2 separate regions of the Rattus norvegicus genome follow, and region 1 is linked to region 2. Evidence: chromatin contacts called from public HiChIP or PLAC-seq data. All regions are on one chromosome and are shown on one strand. The core of a region is the stretch at or near the end of the contact, and the rest is flanking DNA. Distances in the headings are between cores, read along the strand shown.

The links. HiChIP or PLAC-seq counts read pairs in DNA pulled down with a chosen protein or histone mark.
Region 1: an H3K27ac HiChIP or PLAC-seq map of oligodendrocytes shows a contact between it and region 2, with 9 times the contacts expected there. The contact joins two enhancer-like sites. A contact is called at or near these places in 1 of 12 Hi-C or Micro-C datasets (Schwann cells) and 1 of 1 datasets of contacts at active chromatin or transcription factors (oligodendrocytes).

What each region holds. Positions count from the first base shown.
Region 1 is chr1:179,697,196-179,702,065 of GRCr8, reverse strand. It overlaps a transcript of Sox6 not described here. Among named protein-coding and RNA genes, the nearest start is that of Sox6, 34 kb to the right of the region's middle. Within about 2 kb of position 2,240, at least 2 of the 93 cell types and tissues checked have an H3K27ac peak or open chromatin away from gene starts, as enhancers often do.
Region 2 is chr1:179,522,499-179,527,737 of GRCr8, reverse strand. All of the region lies in intron 2 of Sox6 (SRY-box transcription factor 6), which reads left to right. Among named protein-coding and RNA genes, the nearest start is that of Trnav-aac35, 130 kb to the right of the region's middle. Within about 2 kb of position 3,232, at least 28 of the 93 cell types and tissues checked have an H3K27ac peak or open chromatin away from gene starts, as enhancers often do.

The sequences.
Region 1 (4,870 bases), core at 991-3,490, 180 kb before region 2:
AGATTTTGTTTATTGTTTATCTGGTTCGTTGTTGCTTTTTTTGTTGTTATTCTAGAAGTGAAAAAAAGGAATGTTCTCTTGGACTATACGTCCTTTTAAATTAAAATGCAAAAATTGAGTTTTTTAGAATTATGAGGTATGGTACTCTGTGCTATATTGAACAACTACAATACTCAACAGTATATTGTAAAAACCAATGTTAGGAGACTACTTACCAGGCAGTGGTCATGTGCCCGTGTCTGCAGTGACGCTAATGCACTCAGCACGGCTCTCAGATGGAGTGATGCTCCGGGGATGCTGTCCACGAAGCGGCTCTCAGTAGCAGCAGAGAGCAGCGGCACTTTCTTTATACAGAAAAGCAAAGACTTACAACGTGTCAGCATAACCAGTAAATCTTCCTTTATACAGCTTCAAAATATATAGCTTTAAACAAATAAATGACAAATTTTGGTGGCATTATTGAGGTTTTATATAAATTTTTATTTGTCTTGTTTTAGGAGCTATTGGGTTTTAAGTCAATGATCAAATTCCCACATATTTTTCTTAAATATCATAAATCTGAAATATTTTATATAATTCTTTTTCAATTAATACAATAGGTACTAGAAGTATTGGTATTTCTTGAGAATAAGGTAACACGTTGGTTTTAAAGCTTTTAGCATTTTCTATCTTTTCATATTGGTTATTTTAATCCACTAGTGATATAACTCACACATCTATATTTATATCATGTATATGTATCTACTACTTAAAACAGCATTTTATGAAATTGTAGTTTGGGTTTAAGAGAACTATTTGCTTAAACATAGTTTAGGGATGGGTGTGTGTATATATCAATTGATGTTTTTGAAGTCAAGCAGAACATTCCCTAGAAATGTGTCTAAGAAACAATATCAGTACCATATCAGGCACAGACAGGTACTAGAGATGATAAAACACAGATAACATGCTGGGAGACGATTTGCAGATGGGTGTAATATCTGCCGTCATGAGGTTAGATGTGTCATGTTACTGTATATGTTTTTTAAAAATTAACCTAGGCCATTTCCCATTGATGGAGTTATGTGGCTAGATGGGGTTTAATGATGGCAGGTATTATAGAAACATGCTAACATGAACAAAATAAACGCTTAGTGCTGTTTTAGAAGAAGAAATGAACCAGTTCTGGGGTCTGGAATGCAACTTGCTTAAGAATATGGTTCTCTGTTTTTTCTTTCAACAGCGAGAAATAAGGTGCTGCACAACGGTAGCATTTCATGTCCTCAGCTGGTTCTGTATTTCCTTGTGATTATGTCCCCAATGTGAAAAGAGTCTAGTTTAAAAAACTAGTGTTTTGAAATATATGAAAGCAATTTTTACTAGACACAAGCACATTTTAAAGAACAGTATGGCCTTGTCAATTAAGTTTTTCAATTGTTATCTGGACATTAATTGTTTTGGTGCGTGGCATCAGAGCTCTTACTCCTCTCATTATATATTCATTAGTCATTCTTAGGAAGGATGTTTTTATTTTCCTTCTTCTATAGAAGAGGGTAAGGCTTTTCAGCTAATTATTCTTAGACATTTAGTCAAACTGGAAATAGTTCAAAATTTGCATTATGGTTTTGGTGGAGCTTTTCAAGTATATAGTATCTGATTGTCATAGTTTGGATAAAAATATTAACTGACGAGCATGGACAGAGAAACGGAATATAATTTAACTCTCTTCCAGGCTCTCACCTCCAAAGCGGGATGCTGATGCTCTTCTTCAAATCTGTGGTAGTCTTAAAAAAGGGAACAGGAAACCCTAAAATCTCAGAGAGGCAGTATTGATTCAATTCTTAACCCAAATCCTTCATATCATTGCTCAAAATAGCCAACTTTGCACCAATATTAGCCATTCTTTTTATAGTGACACCACGCTTAGTAAAAAACTTCTAAGCACTGAGGTCAGGTGTTGAGATTGGATTCTAGTTTATTTTTTATGAATCAGATAAAGATTTCTGTGCATGAGACCATATGTGAAGATGAGAGAACAAGAACATTTCCATATCAAAGGCAATATATCTGAGCTGCCTGGTAATTAAGATGCAGTGGTTTGGGCTCTGCACTGGCACTTAGAGCATCTCCGGGCCCTGTGCATCATGCAGGCTGGTGCATCATGCAGGCTGGTGCCTCTGCGTACTTCTTGAAATACACTTATGATTTTGTACAAACATTTATGCCAGTCCACACTTTTCTGTGGATAATTTGTATTTCATCCAAACCATTCAAAGTCGAAGTTATTTTTCGAGCTACCCCCTCATTATGGCTTTTGTGCGTCAACTATTTTTATTCTAGTTGTTTGTATTTCCTTTTACCAGAATGATGGCTTGTTTATATTCAGAATCTCTTCTTGCTCCTCTAAGACCCCTAATATATCACCCATTTTACCATTCACTCAAAAAACTTACATCTTTAGGAAGGATGTGAGTTATTTTCTGAGGTTAATTGTAGATGGTGCAATCCACTATAAACTAATAAACCACATTAAAAGTCAACTGCCTAGTTATTTGTGCTTTACAATGCTAATATATTTAGGACTCCTCAGTAACTTGTGTAGAATATAATATTGGGGAAATTTCAAAATGTTTAGAGAAGAATCCAGAAATCTTCTGTTTTACGTTTTTATAGCATGAAAATGTGTGGTGACATTTTCTTTTATACTCCACGTGAAAAGCAATACTTTGAAACTGTAGAAATCTTGCCATTTATCTAGAGTTACTTGTTTCTTTGCATTTAAAGAGAGATGTTTGGTTTTATTTTGTAATACATTGAGTTAGTGTCTTAACCTGTTTGGGACAGAACAGCGATACAGTGAAAGCTGCTGTAAATTAGAAGAGTGAAACAGGAGGATCTAGCGGTTGGTGCTCTAATGCTGCGTCTGTTTAGGACGCTTTGCATCTTTGGGAATCAGCTTGAATGTGGTCTGTAATTTTCTGGACTTTCTATTTCTGTGTTTTCTCTCTATGAGCGTTCTGCTGGCAAGGACTGCTCTTGGTGTATTTCATTAGGAAGCTTCGAGGGTCACTGAAACCTTTTTAATGCTTTCTCCGGATTGAAGTATTACTGTTTATTGAGGGTTGATATGATACTATAAATCCTGTAAGAATCTTCCATGTTTTAGTTATTTTGGACCAAATTGCTTAAATATATTGATTTAATGCTTTTCAGTGACGTCCCATGTAAAGCGGCAGAATGAGATCAATGCATTGTATGATGTGGGTATTATGATATGCAGATTTCTCATGCTATCTCAGATGTCATCGCAAGATAACCCCTTACATGATCTTCCTGTCACCTGCATCTGCTCATTGTTTCTAGTCGTAGTAAAGAGAGATGTTGAATTGTCTGCCTTTGATATATTCCTCGAAATGCAGAAAGGGGCTTCAGTGCTGTTTTTGATTTTACCTTCTAAACACAGTCTCTGCTTCTTTGAAGAAAGTAGTTCTTTAAAATTGTACAAAGAAAACTGAAAACACTTCATTTTCCAAGTCTAAAAGAAGCTCAGTGTGTGTAAGAAGAAAATACAACATTTTTTTTTAATCAAAGAGCACAGGTTTAAGAAGGCACTCATTCTGACACATGGCCGTGAAGCCTTCATTTCATATTGTGCAGACACATTACTGGGAAATGTGATTGGGTGCTCATTTCTTCGCACCCAAAGGACATCTGCTGAGGGCAGATGTTTGTTACAGAAAACTTAGGCTTTCATGTCCAGCTTTACTACCTGTTTACTACGAAATGTAGCATTTGGCCAGTTGCAAAACTTGCTTCCTTTTTCCTCTTCTGTAAAACAGAAACATCCACGTATCTTTTCTTTCCTAGACAGAACTCACTTGAACTCTAGAGCACTTGGGGGAGCCCTGAGTGAGTAAATGTAGTGTCTGGATTCATGACCTCTAAAATTTGATGAAACACCAATCTTAAAATCTGGAAGCGATTGTGAAAAGTCATTTCATCTGTCATCTTCCATTCAATATTGATGATCTTTATTTCACTCAGATCAATTAAATCCCTCCCTTCCTTTTGTAAGCCTGCAACCAAAGAGATTTTATAGCTGAATATGGTTATATACATGTTTCACATTTGTGAACCAAAATGTTTCACAACATCAGAGAGTTCTTTTGTCCAATATATACAATTTAGTCTTTATCTTTCTCTTCTATTTTAAGGAAAAATGGAAGCAAATATTTTTCCCTTGAGTGATAGACCTGCAAAGAGCAAAATCAGACCTTTAGTTTTTATTTCTTGACTCTTCCCCTTTTACATCGTATCCCAAACTTAATTGTATGTCCTTGGAAAAGTTACACAATCTTTTCAAGTATCAGTTTACTAATTTAAAAGATGGGGCAGTGATAGAATTTATGGCATAGAATTGCTGAGAAGATGCAGTGTGAAGATGCTGTAGACAGTTGTGTCAGGACAGATGGACAGTGGCTATGTGATCTGTACTAGACCCTTGACATGAGAAGTAGTCTTTATTCTCTAGTATTTTATAAATTTCCCCAGTTTTTTTTTTTTTTTTTTGGTTCTTTTTTTCGGAGCTGGGGACCGAACCCAGGGCCTTGTGCTTCCTAGGCAAGTGCTCTACCACTGAGCTAAATCCCCAACCCAAATTTCCCCAGTTTTAAAGCTGCATTCATATTTGTGGTCTTATGTGAGCGCATGTATCTTGGGGCTTTGCTCCAGGATATTGTTTATTCCAAGCAAAGGCTGTATGCAGCAGGTAGGACTGGTGTTTTGCTCTTGTCTTTCCATCTTCTCATAGAATGTCATTTGCTCTATCTTTGTGTTCACTTCCAGAGCCAAGGTCGCAGTGTTTCCCATGACTATGCAAGCGACCAGCGCC
Region 2 (5,239 bases), core at 1,983-4,482:
TCCATTAGAACATAAAAATACATACTGATTTTGTATAGCACACATTTTGTGATTGCCTTCAAACTTGAAGTTTTTTCCACTGGGACTCAGTGGGGATAAGATATGAGAGGACTGGGCTGGGGATTTAGCTCAGTGGTAGAGCGCTTACCTAGGAAGCGCAAGGCCCTGGGTTTGGTCCCCAGCTCCGAAAAAAAGAACCAAAAAAAAAAAAAAGATATGAGAGGATTGTTTGTTCATTGTTTGTAAAGAGCTTATTTAACTATCAAAATGGAAATTCTGTCAATTCTGAGTGGCTGTCTAGACAACATTAGTTACAATGGAATGAGTTGGAAGCTTCTTCTGCAGAACTTTGAGCTTCATTTAAATGACCTTGACTTCTTTGCTAGTGTTAACATTTTGAAGACCTGATTATTAGCTATTCGTCCTCATATTCAAAGCCTTTGCCTTGAAATTTCACAGTATCCTTTCCCTCCTGGGAAGCATTCATCATTTAACTTGCTTTAGCTAATGGGTTGTGAGCAAATGCCTCACATGAAGAGGCTTACAGACAGGTCAGATTGAGCTCTACTAATGAAGGATGAGATGTAGGGAGTGTAGTTTAGTGACCCCATTTGTTCCTACCATATCATCCTAGATTACCAAAATCCCAGTCATTCAGGTAAGTTTATGAACTCATCTAAAGTCAGTTGGTCTGCAAACATATGAACGGTTAACTTGTTTTAAGCTACCAAGTTTTGCAATGGGCAAACTTTCCATTGTTCATGTATCCTTAATATTTAATATAATCTCAGATAACCCCATCTCTGAAGTATATAACTCAGCTACCATCATCAATGATACTGAGTTATTAATTTCCTGCTATCCCACTGACAATTTGTTTCACATTGGCCAGGATGTGGAAAAGGGGAACATTACCCACTGCTGGACCCAGGAACTTCAGAGAGCAAAACATTCAGTGGTACTTGTGTGGAAAAAGTAGTTATTCTTTTTGTGGAATTTTAAAAGTACGCCCTCCCCAGTGGAGAGTAGCTTTCTAGAACATGGAATTATGTAATCTATAAAGAACAACACAGGTAAGTCATCAAGTTGAGTACATACAGTTGGACACATGACATGAGTTACAGGCCTATGATGGCAGTCTGGATAGTGGGAGACCCTGTGTGTGCTAGTGTAATGTGTAACCCCATGAGATGACTGTTTGCATCTGTGATGTACAGCTATGCAACTCCTTGTCCTCATTGTGTGACACATGTTTGAACATTTTTAGTCAAGAGCAACTTTAACCAAGTACTAGTTTTGAGGAGAGAGAGAGAGAGAGAGAGAGAGAGAGAGAGAGAGAGAGAGAGAGAGAGAGAGAGACTTAGAAAAGTAAAATTCACTTTACCTCTGGGTCATTTAAAGATAGCACAGTGTAGACAAATGCTATGACTATAGACTGAGCTATTGAAACTTAACTCCAGACACAGCAGGTCCAGTTTACTCAGGAGAGGTAAGGTTGGTTGTCAAGAGGCACAGCAAGTTTTATTGGGCACATGACTCTGCTTTGCACTTTGACCTTGGAAATCGGGAGGCTATTGTTTTTATGTGTTTTGTAAAGCACTGCTATTTCCTATCCTTTTCTTTTGTGGGAGAAGCCTGCTTTCATCTTAGTGATGAAATAAAAAGGTGCTGTCTGCGAGTTCTCTGAACAGAGCCTTGCAGAATACTTCTCAGAAGCTATGGCCTTCTGTTTCTGGAGCTGTGCTTGAGGAATGTTGCCTAGGTCTTGCCCTTGGTAAACTCATCCAGTTCCTTGGGAAGTCCTTACTATTTTGCCCTTAGTTAACTCACCCAGTTCCTTGGAAAGGACCTTATTATTTTGTGTAGCAGTGCTGGTCACCTGGCAGTAGGTCATTAGCATTTTTAGTCTTCTTTTCTTCACAACAATGCACAACATGCTAATTAGAGGATTCTGAAAGCTAAGTAACCTGTTTTAAAATCAGACATTTTAATTTGCAGCTTTAATGGCTGTTTTTATAATAACTGGCTTTATTGGGGGTAAAAGCACTTCTCATGTTCCACTAGCAAGGCAAAGCATAACAGAAGCTGACAAAATTAAAAACCTCATAATGCGACCTTTGCCTGGGATAAAAGGCTGTTTCATAACAATTTCCTTTTGTTCTTTGTTTAAGCCATTACTCTAAAAGGAGCCTCCGATTAATCTGAGTAAATGCATCATTACAGTACTAATCCACGTCCTTCTGTCAGTGTCTGTTTTAATTAAATAAGAAATGCTAGCAGAAAGATATCACGTACAAAGCTGTGATTGGAGAAAGAAGCACCGGTTGATGAGGGAAAAGATTAAAAAGAGCTTTACGTTTTTTTGTCCATTTGCATAGCCCCAGATGCCACGGGGTTTCGGGATGAAAAGGAAACTTAAAAAAGTCCTGACCACATTGCTCTCATAGATTTAAAATAATGGGACTGACCAGTGCGATTCTAATCATGCATTTATCACATGCTAGACATTCCAAAGCGAGGGGCGGAACAGTGTGTGGTGTGTCTTCTCAGCCGTCCGTGCAGCCTCATTGTGCGGTTGTGAAAACACACCTGCCAAATTTGGAAAGTTTATTTTAGATGAAATGTACGGTGAGACTTGGTTGTGGGGTGTGTGTGTGTGTTGCTCTCATGAATGTGTGTTTAAAGTATCTTGCACCTTTTAGTTTAGCTTTTCTTTTATTTGGAACTGGTTTTCTTATGATAATATATTAACGATTTGGGTGCTTAATTGATTGTTAACTCTAAAAGGCACACCGAGTAAAAACTTGCCAGAGAATCTTACTACACTGATACCTAGAAACTCTCCCTGGCCCTGCAGTTGCAGAATTCCTGTGGCTAGGGCATTCTCCACATGCCCACCATTATCTGATGTAATGAAAAGAGAAAGTGTGCAGCAGTGAGATTGTTAATTAATTTAGCCTAACAAGATGAAGACGAATGAAGCAGAGCACAGACTGAATGAAGTAAGAGGTCTTATTTACAATTTAATACATTTTTTATATAATACAGATTTCACTTGGTTTAAAAAACACAGACCCCCAATATTATGAACAAAATAAATCCCCCACCCCACCATTCCGCATGGAGCTTCTGGCCTGACCTCACAGAAAGCCAGCCATGGCTCCATGTGGAAGACACTTCTCCAGTGTGTAAACAGGGCTTTTCCCCTGCTAAGAACCCACAGTAGTTAACCTTTAACTCCAGGGCTTTATTATTCCTGCTGCAGACAAGAGGGGAGAACAGGCACAGAGACCTAGAAGCCTGTCCGTCTCTTGTCCTCCAGGTTGCCCCAGACATGTTGTCTCTGTTGTTTAATAATCATTTTATTTTAATTGTCTTTCACCAAAGGCAGGAATCTCAAGAGCTGGGGGTGGGCAGGGAGGAAAAGCTTCGTGCTTCTTACATGCAGTTACACAAGGTTCATAGATTCGCATTATTTTAAAGTCCCCCCTTCAGAGAGTAATGAGCTTTCTCCGGGATTTGACCTTTCATCATTCCTGCTTTCTGCTCAGAAGTACTTCCTTCCTTCCTACTGTAGCTAGAAAAGACGGTCTTTTATCTCGTGTTACTGTAGGCAGTGGTGACAGGACTCCACAAATGGTGGGATTATGATCACTGTGTTTTTATCTCAGGGGTCAGGAACAAATGCATGCAACTGCTTCTAAGGATTTCAATAAACAGGACTTTTTTTTTTTAAAGTCCAGACAATTGCCTTTTATGTTACTTTTAAACAAAGCTACTAGTCCATCAAGAGTTTGAAAAGAAAACAATTCCACAGAGTGCCGGTATGGCCACAGACCAATCATCATGGCACCCATTCTCAAGTCCTTTATTTTTCAAGTCCACAACAATAGGTTGTTGATTCAATGGACAAGACCAGAACAATTAAGTTCTCTGTTTAGCAGCAGTGCAGCATTTTAATGCCCTTCTCTAATAATGCTCTCATTATTGTTATTCTAAGACTGGGCCTCAGGAGGAGGAATATTTGCTGGAGGTACGTCATTATTTTGCAAATTTCGATTAGCTCATCATGTTGTCTGTAGTGTGAAAATCGTAGCTAATTAGGGCAGCCAGTTAGACGACCAGCTTTTGAGCTTATGAGTTAAAAGGTAGCATACTTGATAGGCCAGCGATGTGAAAAGGTGGTAAAAAGGAGGATTAGAGCAGTTGCCTTAGTAACTCCAACTCCCATCTGGGAGGGAACAATGGACTTGTGTTTCTCCCCCACCTTGGTGTAAAAATTGGTTTTGTTTTGAAAGGACAGGGTTCTTTTTATGACAATCTGGAATTCAGCCCAACTGAGTGCAGTTTCAGTTGTTAGGAGAGACCATTGGGATAGGAAAGATGAAAAGGTCATGGTGAGCCTCAAGGACATGAAAGGTCGTTGTCTGGTGAAACAATGGCAGATTGTGTTCTTTTTTCCTCTCTTTCTCTAATATTTCAAGCCAGCCTCTAAGTCAGGTGATGGGAGAAATACCTACAGTTTAGTCAGGTGAAACAGGAGTGTGGGGGACGGGAGGGGGGTGTACTATGCCTTAAAAAGAAAGGAAGGAAGGAAGGAAGGAAGGAAGGAAGGAAGGAAGGAAGGAAGAAAAGGGATTTCTCCAGTATTTCTTTGTCACCATCTCCAGATTCCAGTGTGCTCTGGATGGCTTGCCTCTGTGGCCAGCACATCTCTGGGAACCTCTCCAGTATGAAGAGCTTGATTTAAGCTTTCTCTTTGAGCTCCCGGAGGACCAGTGATGTGATACTTAACAATAAATTTAGTTGTTGTCGCTTTCTTGCATTATTGGTACCCTTAAAAGGTTTTCCTTAAAATGCACACGGAATAAAATGAATGATAAATATGAAAGAAATTTGTCTCAGCACTCCACAGGGTTTTACCATAAATTCTATGACTTCCATCACAGAAAGTTTACAGGAAACTGTTTAGATGTTGCCGCAATAGCAGTGCAATTTTTTTTATGTACATAAGAAAATGCCACAATTTTAGGATCTACTAGGGGCTTTTTATATGGGGATGGTGATAGAAAAAGACTGAATGCAGTGCCATTTCTTTAAAATCCTCAAAATAAAATCACCCTTCCCAGGTTCACAATACTTGTAGTTCAGCGAAATGAATAACTTCTCTTGTCCTCCCACATTAGTCTCTCTCTCTCTCTCTCTCTCTCTCTCTCTCTCTCTCTCTCTCTCTCTCTCT